Regions from separate parts of the Mus musculus genome. Here region 1 is linked to region 2. Evidence: chromatin contacts called from public Hi-C data. All regions are on one chromosome and are shown on one strand. The core of a region is the stretch at or near the end of the contact, and the rest is flanking DNA. Distances in the headings are between cores, read along the strand shown.

Region 1 (7,244 bases), core at 2,540-5,039, 240 kb after region 2:
CTGATGGACTTGTTGGCTGAATCACCAACCCCTGCTCATAAGAGCAAGCAAAGGAGGCAGCGTACGGAGCCCTGTGCTGGGCTGGGCTCTACTGAAGGGTTCCAGCGATGAGAACCTACCCAAGTATTACCTGCGTTTCAGAGACCAGGAAGTTCAGAGAAGTTAAGAACTTGGCCAATATCACATAGCCAGGAGTGAAGGAGCTGGGACTTCCTGTGGCATGTTTTGGGGACCCCAGTTCCTCCAGCTTCCCCCTCCTCCCACCATCTTATTCTTTGCTCAAAGCTCTTGATTCTCAATGAAAGCATCTCTAGACGCAGAAGCTCCTACAAGTGCCAGTGCCCGGGCTGACGTCATTGCCCGCTTTCTTACTGGGGAGAGTGTCTCTATCAGATACATTCATCCATCAGCTAGTCAGGAGGGCTGGAAACCCACTTCTGCGATGAGGGAGAAGCAAGGTACACACTTCCAGAGTGGAGGTGATGGGGACAGGGCTTTGGAAAAGCAGCACAGAGCAGGGACAGGAAAAGAGAAGTGGCAACGTCAAGGCCTGCTGAGTGCCAGACACTTTTTAGAAAGACTGTGTGTGTGTGTGTGTGTGTGTGTGTGTGTGTGTGTGTGTGTGTTTCTGCATGTATGTTCACATGAGTGTGGGTGTCAGTGGAGGCCACTAGAGGGCTCCAGATCACCAAGAGCAGGAATTACAGGGTCGTAAGCCCTCTGCTGTGCCTGAACTGAGATACACATCTTTTTTTATTATTATTATATGTAAGTACACTGTAGCTGTCCTTAGACACTCCAGAAGAGGGAGTCAGATCTCATTACGGATGGTTGAACCACCATGTGGTTGCTGGGATTTGAACTCCTGACCTTCAGAAGAGCAGTCGGGTGCTCTTACCCACTGAGCCATCTCACCAGCCCCGAGATACATATCTTAAGGTGCTGCTGAACCATGCACCCCCACATGTGGTGTGTACCCTCATCATGTCAGTCTGGACCTGCTGTACACAGATGGGGAAGCTGAGTACCCAATCTCATGTCAGATGCTCAGCCCTTGCCAGTGACTAATGCCAACCAAGGGCCTCATTAATACCTGAGGAATGGAGGTGTTTGGGGGAAGCCCTGAGTACTCAGAGGCACAGGGAAGGTTTTGGGTCCTGAGGATACAACATGGCCAGAGGGGTCACAGGCAGAGGTCACTCCGCTGGAGCAGAGCCTGCCACCAGCTGAGCCTTGCAGCCTGTGGCCTGAATGCCTTCCAGATCCCCACAGGACCTCACTGCCCTGCCAGCTCAGGGCAGCTGCTATGTCGGACAGTTCTAGGGAAGCCGAAGAAATCCTTCACCCTGCCCCCAATTGGCCCCTAGCCAGAGCTAAATGGCACTCAGAATTGGAGAGAGAGAATGGGTACCCTTGCCCATAGGGCACCTGTGCCAGGTGGGGTCCATACCCAGGCACGGGGTGCCAGCATCCTCTTTTGACTCCTGTCACTCTGTCTGAGATACACCTGACAACTCAGGTTGGACAGAAATCCACATAGTTTTCCTAGCCAGAGGAAAGAGGACTGGGCTGGTCGGAGATAGGGAAGGTTTAAGCAGAAGTCAGCAGCTGGAGGTGGGAGTAAAGTCCACAAGGACAGAAGGAACTTCATGTGTAAAGGCCCTGGGGTGAGAGCTAAGGCATAGGAGATTCCGGGAACAAGACTAGAGTGGCTGGAGGTGGAGGCATCCTGAGATGGGCCTGGAAGGGCAGGCAGGCCAGTCTCTTACGTAGTATGGAGAGGACTACTAGACCCAGGAATGGGTGGTGTTCACCGGGGATCTATAGAGGTGTGGGTGGGCACAGAGGTGACTTAGCTGGTAAAGACAAATACTACTGAGATGGATGACCTGAGTTCAATCCCCAGCCCCACATGGTGGAAGGAGAGAAGTGACTACCACAAGTTGTCCTCTGACCTCCACACACATACCCCCACATATGCACACACATTCATAGACATTCACACACACACACACACACACACACACACACACATACATACATACATACATACAAATCAATGATGAAAATAAAATTTTGAAAGAAGAGGCCCAGGTTGACAGCTGTTCTGCTATGGGTTCTGGGGTACAGGTTCAGTCCCCACTTCCTTTGTGGACAGCTTTGATCTGTGCAGTCCCAAGGCACCTCTAACTGGCATTCCCTTTAGATATTTTGCTCATGGTCTCCTTACGTAGACCCTGGTAAATAAAGGCAGGATGAGTCTGTCTGTGCCTCTGCTCCGTATTTGTCTGCTTTACTATGGTCACATGCCTACAGCCTGTGTGTCACTCACTCTTGTCTAGAACCAGGAGGACCATGACCTTCTCAGTCTCCTTCAAAGCCAAAATTACGAAGGTAAGAGTGGAAGGAAGCCTTATCAGCTTCCAATGTTCTGTTCCAGGCCCTGTAACATCCTAGCCATTGTCCACATGTCACCTTAGATTCCAGAACTAGCAGAGCCTCATAGGACAGACAGACCAGCACCAGCTGACAGTGATTGTTCGAAAGGAAGAGGACACACCTTGCAACAGGGATGTCCACCTCCAGAGCTCCAGCTTGTCCCCTCGGGCAATAAGGACTTTCTCAGAGTACCCTATAGACCTGAGGCAGGCACATTTAAAATATATATATATATTTATTTTCTGATTTTCATTTATGTGTCTGTGTGAGCACAAGTGTGTGTTGAAATCAAGAGAGGACGCCAGATGCCCTGGAACTGGGAACTGAACTTGAGTCCTCTGCAAGAGCAGTGTGTGTGCTCTGAATGGCTGAGTCAGCACACCTCTTGCGCCCCTCCCCCGGGTGCAGTGGGGGGAAGGGGTACCTCTCCCAATTCTACTTGAATCTAAAGTTTGAATCCTCACATCAGTTCCCTGAAGATGGACCTGAGACCCTTCATCTGCACTTTGCAGTGTGCACACACTAGTGAACATTTTGCAGTGTGCACACTCTGGGGGACAGCTTCTCCCTGCTTTCACCACCACAGGCCTCTTTAGCTAGCACGCTGGATGTATCAGGATGGTGGCCAAACCAAGCTGCTGAAGCCCCTGGAGCCAAGGCTTTTACTATAAAAACTACAACCCAGCACTCACCTCTTGAGTAGCTCTGCCCTAGGCACCCACATGGACAGTTCTCCCTACACTTAAAGGGGTTTTCTAACTCAGCTCAAATCAGCCTTAGGGTGGCTACCCACAGGAAATATACATTGTCTCTGTCACCAGAAGCAATGGTGCCCCAGCTTCCACCCCTTGGCCTCAGCAGCTTGTTCGGGCCCCAAGCAACCCCTGGACATTAGCAAGGCTAACTGGCTGAGGGGCACAAAGGAGACTGAGAATCCAGTGTGTGACCAGTCCTGGGGACGACCTAGGCTGTCCATACTCCCTGCCCCCACACCCAGTTACATCAAGCCTAAAGTCCAAGGTCTCTCCAGGGTGTCGAGTACCAAAACTCAAATCGACGCAAAGGGTGAATGAGATCTCCACTTCCTGTCCTGTACAGCCTTCTACTCATGAGGCGTGCTCAGCTATGTATCGGGGGCGTGTCTCCTTGCAGCTTGCTGCCTCCTGGTCCTTTCTGTCCACACAACTTGAAATTCTCTCCAAGGCAGGATCTACAAGGGCAGCCAAGAGGCCTCCTTCCACAGAGGCAAACAACGCTCACCAGGACTAGCTGTTCGGCAGAGTCACACAAAGCTAGTCGGGTTTTTTTAATTGGCCAGAGGCCTAGAAACCGACTGGCTCTGAGAGAACTGACAGATGGGATCCTATATGAAGTGACTGAGTCACTCAGCTCAGAAAGCGAAGAGCTTATTAGTCAGTGTCTCAAAGGGCTGCAACTTCACCGGAAGCCTTCGGGCCCAGCCAGCTGGGACTGCCTCACCTCCTTGACTGGCACTAACTTTGCCAGAGGATCCACAAGCCCAGGTATGGAAGCTGAGTTCCCACAGGCCTGCCTTGTTCCTGAGGTCCGGGCTTGCAGGGGACTCAAGGGGTTCCTGTTTGTTTACTCACAGGCTAGACCAAGCCAGCAGCTCTCCCAGCGCCATCTTTGAAGTCCTACCTGGGTCTGAGCTTGAAGTGGTGTGACCCAGGAGGCTCCACATCCTAGGGACCCCGGACCATAGTAGCTTGGGATGTGGAATCTGGCCAACTGTTCATCAGGGCAGTCTATTCCTTGTTGACCAAGAACCACTTGCCAGGTTGTCTGTCTTCCCTACCCTATTTCTCCCATAACCTGCCAGAGGGTTACCTGAACTTGACTACACACACACACACACACACACACACACCGACACACACACACCGACACACACACACACACACACATGTTATCTTCTAAAAGCTTAGGCCAAAGCCACAGAAAAGAGCCAGATGTTCTGTCAGGGTTCCCAAAGAGACAGAGCCCTAGATCACCTGGAATGATCTCTAACTTGGCCAACACCTGCTCAGCACCCACATCCCCAGCACTGCACGGGTGATGCACAGGTGCCCTTGGTGATGCTGGGACAGACCAGCAGAAGAGGTCCCTGCACCCATGGGGCTGACAACTGCCCTTTTTTTACATGTTTGCAAAAGAATGTGCCTGTGTGCTAGAGAGTTGGCTCTGCAGTTAAGAGCATGCAGACTCCTCTCGTCAAAGACTCAGGTTCAGGCCCCAGTGCCTGACAACTGCCTGTAACTCCAATTGCAGAGACCTTCCAGGATACCTGGAGTCATGTGCACACACACACATGCATATAATTTAAAAACACATCTTTGAAAGCTAACTACAAAGAAACTGAGCATACATACACCACCACCACCACCATAGGTTGAAGGTCAGCCTGGCCATACATTGTGCACAGGGAACAGGAGGAAGGCTTCCACCTACTCAGAGGATCCCACCCTGCCCTCAGGACTTCATAGCCTGTGCCCTTTATGGTCACTGTCCCCTACGGCCACTTTACGCACTTGAAAGCTTTAGACTGTTTTTCTTCAGAGACCGAGGGACCATATATCCCCATCTCCATTTTTGTTCATGCTACAGAGGCCAAGCAGGGTCCAAACATCAAATAAGCCCTGAGCCCCGAACTACACCTGCTGCAGAATAAAGAATCAGAAGGGGAGGGGCTCCCACCCCTGCTGGGTGGGGGGAGAGCAAGGATGGCTCTCTGATCCCTCATTGGTCAAGTTCCCAGAAAGCATTGCATCCGAGTTCCCCTTCTCCCGGAGCGTTTTTTTGGCCGCCTGCAGGCCTGCTCCTCTGTCCACCGGCCTCTCCCCGAGGAAGCCCCTGGTGTCCCCAAGCGGAGCGCCTGATGTAAGCTCCCATCTTCCCACCAGCAGCGGATCCATTCAGGTCAGCCCAGGCAGCAGGCCAGGCAGAGGGTCACTGCTAACTATATGCTAATGAGAGCTGAGGCCAATCAATCCGCCCTTAATCAGGCAACCACTGTGCACAGCAGGTGTGTCCAACCCTGGCCTAGGGGGAGGGTGAGCAAGAGTGGGGTGCAAAGGGGAGAGGAATAGAGAAAAGGAAAGGGAGGGAGAGAAAGGAGGAGGAAAGGCAGTTGAGGAGAAGGGAGGGAGGGAGTACAGGGGACCCATGGTCTCAGTCCCTTAGGTACAGCCTCGCTTGCCTTGACTGGCTGTCCCCAAGGTCCCCAAGGACCACTGGCTGCAGACTGAAAGAACCAACGGAAAAGAGAAAAGAAAAAAAGGTGTGGGGCGGGGGTGGGGGGTATCATCTTTCTAATCAACTCTCAAAGCTGCAACAGCTAATGAATTCTTTGGAAACCCCAGGGCATGTCTGCACAGAGAGAAGCCAGACTTCCTTCCTCCCCAACCCCTCCCTCCTACTCTCTCCCTGCCTGGAGCAGCCAAACAGGATGCCCGATCTCAGTGGCTCCTGGGAACCTCTGCAGGTCTCACTTCTGACCTCGGGACAAGGCCACCCGAGGTCGCCACCCTTGCAGTGCCAGGGCCTTGGATTCCTCTAAGCTGAGGGCACAGGGTAAACAAGGACCAGCTGTGGTTATCTCTTTAGCACCTACTGTATGCAAGTTTTAATCTGAATGCTCCCTCACAGCCTGTGAGCTAATGACTGTATTACAGATGACAAAACGGAAGACTGGTTACACTGGGATACAAATCTGCCAGCATCTCAGGGTAGGAGTGCTGCGTGACACTACTCCTAGGGAGAAGTGAACACCATTACCCCAGTGGTCCCAGGGTAGACTTAATGTCTGACTTGATAACCAGTGAGATTCTTGAGGTTTCTTAGAGAGCAGAAATGAGTCAAAGGCACCTGTATCAACCCACCCCAGCATGGAGGACAGCTGGGAAGAACTGGGACCTTGGAGCTCTCTTCATGACAGGCAGGCATGACTCAATAAAGCAGGGAGTCTCCTCTCCTCAGCAGGCCTTACTGATTATACAAGGGGAGGGACCTTGGCATCTGCTAAGCTTCAGGGATTTCCTGAGACTTAATTGTTTACTTCTGGAATTTCCCTTCTAGATGAAATGTTTCCGTTTAGAGGAAACTGCTGTACAACAGGAAGATTTGAAGCCCACTCTAGTGGCTACAAGGTCATGGTGAGTCTGATTTCTCCCAGAGCTCTAAGGTACCCTGGCTCCCCAGTCCCCCTCCTCACATCTCTGCTGTACAGAGCCCTAGATCACCTGGAATGATCTCTAACTTGGCCAACACCTTTTGTCTTTGAAGCCTTGAGTTCACACCTTCTCTGGCAATTTCTTCTCTCCTTTTAGAAAGTGCAGAACCAGTAGGTTTGACAGCTAAGCTTTATTTGTGATTGTTCTGACTGGCTGTGTGACTAAAAGCAAACTGCTTGTTATCTCTGTCTTGCTATCTTTGGGCTGTCTCGGTATCTCTGCTGGTGTATGACACGGCACACAGGATACCAGCACCTTCCAAGGCCTTTTCCATGCCTCATTTACTACTGCCTCACCAGTTGAATCAACTAAAACCCAAAGAGGTTAATAACTTATCAGAGGTCGCCCAGCAAGCCAGAGACCATGCATTCAGAGCTTTGGCAGCCTCTGCTCCAACAGTCCAGGTTTCCAGCGAAACCTCACTCAGAGCATCTCTAGTGAAAAAGAAGGGTAATGGAGAGAGCCTCGCTTTACAGGGAAGGAGGTCCTGAGGGAGAACCCAGTGTCTAGAAGGACCAGAAGGAAATGCTAGACAGACATGCCCAAGGCGGGAAA
Region 2 (6,879 bases), core at 4,220-6,719:
ACCTGGATCCATATCCCTGGAGTGGGCATCATGAGGGTGGAGTACACTCAAGTCCACACGCAGAGCGATGTCCCCACTGCTTCCCCCACTTAGGTCTTTGTTTCCTCTAATGACCCCTCCACCAAGGCCACCAGGCCTGCTGGGAGGACTCTGAGCAGTGACAGGTGCCTGCTGTTCTCTAGGCCCTGGCTGCCACCCTGCTCGCTCTTATGGCGGAAGCCACTGGGGCAGGTGGAGGGCTGCATGGCCTTAAAGGACCTCCCACAGGTTCCATGTCCTTCATAGAGATCATCGCCTTCTTGTGACTTAATGAGGCCGAAGTCAGAGAGGACCTGCAGAGGCCGGAGGGGGCATCTCACCCAGGCACCACCACAGCCTCCTTTCTCGGGAGAGCATTAACGTCCTTCCCTTATTCTGCACTGGGAATTTTAAAGATTTCTAACAGAACTCAGACATGCACAGTCCTCAAAAGAGTAAGAGACCTAGAAAGTGCCTGTGCCACACACCCTGCTCACGGCGTCTACCCTTTTCTTCAGAGGCTGCCACGTGCAACTCACAGAGTTTCTCTCCATTTGTCAGTTTTATACATCATCAAAATTCATGCCCTGCTGTAGGAGTGCTCTCTCTCTCTCTCTCTCTCTCTCTCTGTCTTTTTCTCAGAATATTAACTTGGCCCTTCCTTATCTTCCCAATATCATAGATTCTACCCGAGTCACTAGCCAGTGTTTCCTGTCTTATCACTTATATGTTGTTAGTGCATGAGTTCATATGTATTTGTATGTGCACACACAGGCACACATGCGCATGAGTCATGTGGAGTTTAAAGGATAATCTTGAGTTTTGTCCCTCAGAAGCCATCCATTTTTAAAACAAGATTTTATTTGTTTATTTATTTATTTATTTATTTATTTACGTATTTACTTATCTACTTATTTGTGTGTGTGTGTGTGTGTGTGTGTGTGTGTGTGTGTGTGTGTGTGTGTGTGTATGTGTGTGTGTGTTCAGGTGCTTGTAGAGACCAAAAGATATCAGATGCCCCAGAGCTGGAGTTATGGGATGTTGTAAGCTGTCTGATGTAGGTGCTGGGAACCAGACTTGGGGCATACTCTTAACTACTGAGCCACCTCTCTAGCCCCTCCCTCTTGGCTCGCTGACTAATAAGCTCTAGGAATCTGTGTCTCCATTTTCCCAGCTCTGGGATTCCAGGAGTGAGCTGTCATGCTTGACATTTTATGTGGGTTCTGGGGGTTGAATGTGGGACCTTGTGTAGCATTTTACCAACTGAGCTACACGTGACCGCCCTGCTCATGGAAGCTGGCAATTGCATTTTCTGGTAAAACTGTATTTGTGTGAGAGTTCTTTGGATTCTATGTGTTATGCCATAGCTTAGATTCCTACTGATATATAAAACACCCAGAAAACCTGATGCTTCTGTTTGTTCTCTGTGTGCTCTGACCTTGGCCCGGTCAGGCCTGGCTGTCATGGCTTGTCTGATACACACCCTGCCATGGGTCAGACAGTGTTCGTCTCTCTGATGGTACAGGAAATGCCCTGGATTTTCAGCTTCCCACTTCTTAGTTTCCTATCTTACTCTGATGTAGCACCTCCTCTGAGGGTTTTTTTGTTTGTTTGTTTGTTTGTTTTGTTTTGTTTTTTTTGAGAAAGGATGCACGGTAGGCATGTTTGGTGAGGCAATATCAGCAGTGATTGGAGATACTTTTCCTGGGAATCATGAAGATGCTCACCATGGTGACATGGTGATGACTTCTGGTGGTCAGTAACAGGGCTGGAAACTCCAGTCCTGATCCAGGATCATTTATGGGTGACATTCTTTTTTTTTGGAGTACGTGTGTGCGCGCGCGCACGCGTGTGTGCATGTGTGTGCGTGTGTGTGTGTGTGTGTGTGTGTGTGTGTGTGTGTGTGTTTTGTGGAGGAGTCCAGAAGTCTCTGCCTGACTCTCCACCTTACTTTTGCTTATTTTGCTTTTGACATGGGGCCTCACAATGTTGCCTGGCTGGCCTGGAACTCTCAGGGATCCACTTGCCTCTGCCTCTTGAGCACTGTGATTACAGATATGTGCCTTCATAACCTTCTGTCTCCTTTTTTGAAACAGCATTTCTCCCTGACCCTGGAGTGTATCAATTTAATCTGGCAAGGTTGAAGTCCAGTGAAACCCAGGGGCCCTCTTTTCCCCACCTCCCCTATTCTGAGATTGCAGTGTTGTTGTTTTTTTAATGTTGGTATTGGGAATCAAACTGAGGCTCTTGTGGTTTTGTGGCATAGATGATCAACCTCTCTTTGGATGCCTTTGATGCACTTTAGCCCTGGGCACACCAAAGATTCTCTAAGTCCCAAGATATGTGCCTTTCAGCTGGGTGTCCACTGATGACTTCGTGAATCATTTTTTCACTCTTTTTGTCTAGCTTTGAATATTGAACTTCTGGGTTGTGTGGACAGAATAACAGCCTTCAGTACCTGTGCCTCAACCCATGATGCCTGTTGGATGAGTTGCTTGTCTGGTTATGGCTTTGGTAGGGAGATCATGTGGAAGGATCTGAAGATGAGAAATTACCGTGGTTATTTCTTTTGGCCCAGGGGAATCATGAAGATCCTTATAAGCACAAGGCAGAGATGCTACAGTTAGGAAACCATGACAATAGCAGCAGGGGCTGAGAGATGTACCTTGGAGGAAGGGCCAGGAGCCAAGGAATGAAGGAGGCTTTTAGAAGCTGGAAAAGGAGGCTGGAGAGAGGGCTGAGTTGCTCAAGTGTGACGACCTGAGTTTGGATTGCCAGCACCTATATAGAAAGCTAGGCATGGCAGTGCATACCTATAATCCTAGCGTGAAGGAGGTGGAGACAGAAAGATTTCCCAGACTTGGTGATCAGCCACTCTAGCCAAATTGGGCAAGATCCAAGTTCAGTGAGAAAATAAGGTGGAGAGCAGGTATGAAGACATTTGATGTCCACCTCTAGCTTACACACACATGCACGCACACATGCACACACACCCCAAAACCACACACCCATACCCATATATACACCCACACCCACGCCCACACATGCATACATACACACACAAAATAGAAACTGGAAGAGGCAGGGAAATAGATTCTCTCCTCAAGCCTCCAAAAGGAACACAGCCCTGCCAACATCTTGCTGAATTTCAGCCCAGTGAGACTCATTTCAGACTCAGGACTCCCAAAAGTTGAAGATAACAAATGTGTGTTATTTAAAGTTACTAAGTTTGCAGCCATTTGTGACAGCAGCCACTGAAAACACAGGCAGGAACCAACAAGCATCCACTAAGTGGCTGATGCTCCTAGTGTCTTGTGTCTTGGCTGAGGCTGTCCTGAGTCTTCATATGCTGGGGCTCTACTTTACAGATAGTCTCTCTGCATGCTCATTCTCACCAAGGGACTGTACGTGTATCATTTCTTCATGTCCCCATCCACTAGCTGGCATTCCCCTAGGGTGGGTGTCATAGATATCTGGGTCTATAGTCTTGGGTCTTCTGTCCTGAAGGTATTAATAAGAGTATGCTGGGCAAATGACAAGATGAGTAGATGAGCTGTCCCAGACAGCCCTGGCAGCAGGAACAGTAGGTCATGGGAGTCATCAGTCATTTCCCAGAAGTGAGATGCAAGTGAGGCCCGGTCAGTTCCCGAGAATTCAGGGGCAAAGCCAAGATTTGAAGTCAGCACTGTCTGACTTGATGGCCTTAAAGCCCATGTGTTCAGCTCCTCCATGGCCAGAACATGTCCCTCAAAGTCTGTGTGCTGCAACCTCAATCCCCAGTACAACAGTGTTGAGAGGAAGGGACTGAGAAGAGGTGTGCGCCTGCTCCGGGGCTTGGCTCTTGTGAGGGGGTTAATGTCGTTACTGAAGGAGTGGGTTGTTACAAAAGTTTGGTCTGGGGAGATGGCTCAGTCAGGAAAGGCTTGCTGTACAAGCATAAAGAACTGAATTCAAATCCCAGCACTTACATAAAAAAATAGGCATGGCAGTAAACCCTTGTAATTCCAGCACTAGGAAGGCAGAGTGAGGGACAGGCCGAGGCAGGCTGGTCTCTGAGTTTGAGGCCAACTTTGTCTACACAGTGAGTTCCAGGATTGCCAGGGCTACACAGAGAGACTCGGGGGCAGAGAGAGAGAGAGAGAGAGAGAGAGAGAGAGAGAGAGAGAGAGGTGGAGGGTGACTGAAGAAGACACCTGATAATGACCTCTGGTCTCTCTACACAGTCATGAACATATGAACACTTTCATAAGCATGTGGGTGCATGTGCACATGCATACAAAGTGAGTTCAGCTCCATTCTGCCTGGGTGGGCTCTCTCTCTCTCAGATACACACATACACATACACATAGGTACACACATACACATTCATACACACGCTCATACATCTGTATACACAAAGGAACAAACGTATTCACACATATATACACATACACACATGTACACACATAGGTACACACATGCGCATTCATTCACACACTCATGTGCCTGTACACACAGAGAAACACAAATATACACACATGTACACACATATACATGTACACACAAAGGAACACACACATACATGTACACACAAAGGAACACAGATGTATACACAAAAACATGTATACACAAAGGAACACACACAGGTGCACACATGAATATTCATTTGCACACTAGTATTCAGGAACACACATGTACACACACAGGTGCACACACGTACATTCACTCATACACTCATACACACACACACACACACACACACACACACACACACACACACACACCGGGCATACACACAGACACTTCTGATTTCCACCATGGGGTTTCATAGGAAGAAGCCCTTCAGCAGATGCTGGACCTTTATCTTGGATTCCCCCATTCCAGAACTCTGACCAGTGAATCTCCGTCCTTCATAAAGATCTCATCCGTGGGTACTCTGATACAGAAGCATAAAACATTACGACAACCACTAAACCAAAATTGTCCCTCCAGACTGTCTTCCTCTGGCCTCTTCCCACCTGACTGTTCCCACCCTTTGCTGACTTCTGCCCAGAGACCTGCCACTCCGGAGGCAGGAGCATCTTAATTAGGCCACCCTGCAGCTGTTAAGGGAGCTGCCTAGTCCCGGGTGGAGGTGGAGGCTTCAGTGACGAAACCCGCACTTAGCTATGCAGGGGGCTAGGAGCCATGGGAGCTGCCAAGTCACTCCGGGATTCTCAGGATTGGGCTGCGGTCCAGAACTGAGCGTCATCCTTATTATTGTTTTATCTAATCTGTTCTGAAGAACAACCATTTTGAAATTGGGCAAAAATACTGCCTAATATATTTAAACATATATATTTTTATTTTTGTATCATTTTAAAAATAAACCCATGGATGTACATTTTCCAAGCGCCTGCCTGCTGGATTCCTAATGTAATACAACATGACTCAGAGCTAAATTTAAAGAGAGAAGCACATATGTTTAACGCAGGCACCAACTTTCAATCTGGGGAGAACGGAGTCAAAGGGATTTTTTTTTAGCGTACGAGTGGACCCAGTGCAAAGTGAATTATCTCCAAGCCATCTGGGAAGTCTGGTGTTTTTCAATGCCTTCACGACTCTAATTTTAAGCCGTTATTTGGCCTTTAAATAACAATATCTTTTCTTTCCATTGGCTTTTGCACCAGATTCCGTATTTATTGCGATATTGACTCCAGAAAGAGACCTATCTTTGGGAGCAAAAAAGAGCAAAGTTATTGAACACATTACTCTGCAGATTGGCTCTGGAGTTGGGGGGGGGGAACAGCAGTCTGATATTTTGCAAATGAAGTTTGACATATTCTGGGATGGCATATTGCACTCACCAAAAACAAGCTGGTTGTGCCCAGAGGGGAAAGCTTAATTAAAACCCCTCAGCAGCTCGAGACTCGAGGAAAGACTCGGGTGTACTGTAAGTGACCTTCAGCATGCTCTTCAGACTCTCGTCAAAATGGTCTGATTCTGACCTAGAAGCAAGACAGCAAGCAGCCACACAACATGGAAATCGTAGCTCTGCCTAAGAGTGTCCTGGGATGTCAGCCAGAGGATCTCAGATAAATGTTCCTGTGTCTTTCCTGAATAGTATCAGTCCTGGGGACACCAGTACCTTTCTGACTATAGAAAGTCCTTCATAATATCAGACTGGAGCCCTTCCTCCCTAAAACTTCTCTGTATGTGGACTCTTGTTGTTTCCCTAAATAATGCAGAGGTCACTTCTCTCTGATCGACACGACTCAGTTCACCAGCCTGACCTTCTTCCTGCCCATCATCTCTCTCCCAATCTATGTACACTCAGCTCCACCAAGGAAAGAATAGGGCACTTGGGCAGACATTCCAGGAACAGTCGCATTGAAAACCCAACCATGGCAACAGGAAACCTGCTTGAACCTCCATAAGCCAGACTCATCCACTAGTCTTTTGATTCTGCTTTATTCCCAACCCTTCCATTCTTTCCTCTCTGTGTCCTCTCAGAAGACATGGCCTGGCTGGAGCCCAGATTCTAAGTAGTAGAGAGGTTCTCAGAGGGAATGACCTGGAGACTTTACACACTATCCCACCTGACAAGCCTTGGGCCCTCCACTTACACTCCAGTTCCTCCTATTCAAGGAGAAAAACAAGCCCCAAACTAGCTTGCCCTGGGTCTGCTAGCTTGTTGTGGCTGTAGAGTCCCAAGGCGGTTCCACTCCCTAGTAATGTTGATCTGTAGTGTCCGTGTAGTCTCGCCCTGAACTCTGACCTCAGCTCTCTTTTTCCTCTTGCCCTCCCTCCCTCCTGTGCTCCCAGCATCTGCTTTCTGTGCTGTCCTTCAAGGCTTTTTTCTTGCTATTCCTTCTCATTGGAATGCCCTTCCTTCCTATTGAT

What was found. A called contact is a pair of places that touch in the nucleus more often than the background predicts.
Region 1: a contact with region 2 is called in a Hi-C map of cerebral cortex, with 1.8 times the contacts expected there. The contact joins two enhancer-like sites. A contact is called at or near these places in 1 of 15 datasets of contacts at CTCF or cohesin (embryonic stem cells), 9 of 484 Hi-C or Micro-C datasets (the Ba/F3 cell line, the G1E-ER4 cell line, Th1 cells and 6 more) and 1 of 9 other capture datasets (embryonic stem cells).

The regions. Positions count from the first base shown.
Region 1 is chr2:29,560,387-29,567,630 of GRCm38.p6, forward strand. No RefSeq gene overlaps it. Among named protein-coding and RNA genes, the nearest start is that of Gm30761, 17 kb to the left of the region's middle. Within about 2 kb of position 3,790, at least 30 of the 459 cell types and tissues checked have an H3K27ac peak or open chromatin away from gene starts, as enhancers often do. A contact at or near this core is called in cerebral cortex, where this site is marked.
Region 2 is chr2:29,315,157-29,322,035 of GRCm38.p6, forward strand. No RefSeq gene overlaps it. Among named protein-coding and RNA genes, the nearest start is that of Med27, 28 kb to the right of the region's middle. Within about 2 kb of position 5,470, at least 22 of the 459 cell types and tissues checked have an H3K27ac peak or open chromatin away from gene starts, as enhancers often do. A contact at or near this core is called in cerebral cortex, where this site is marked.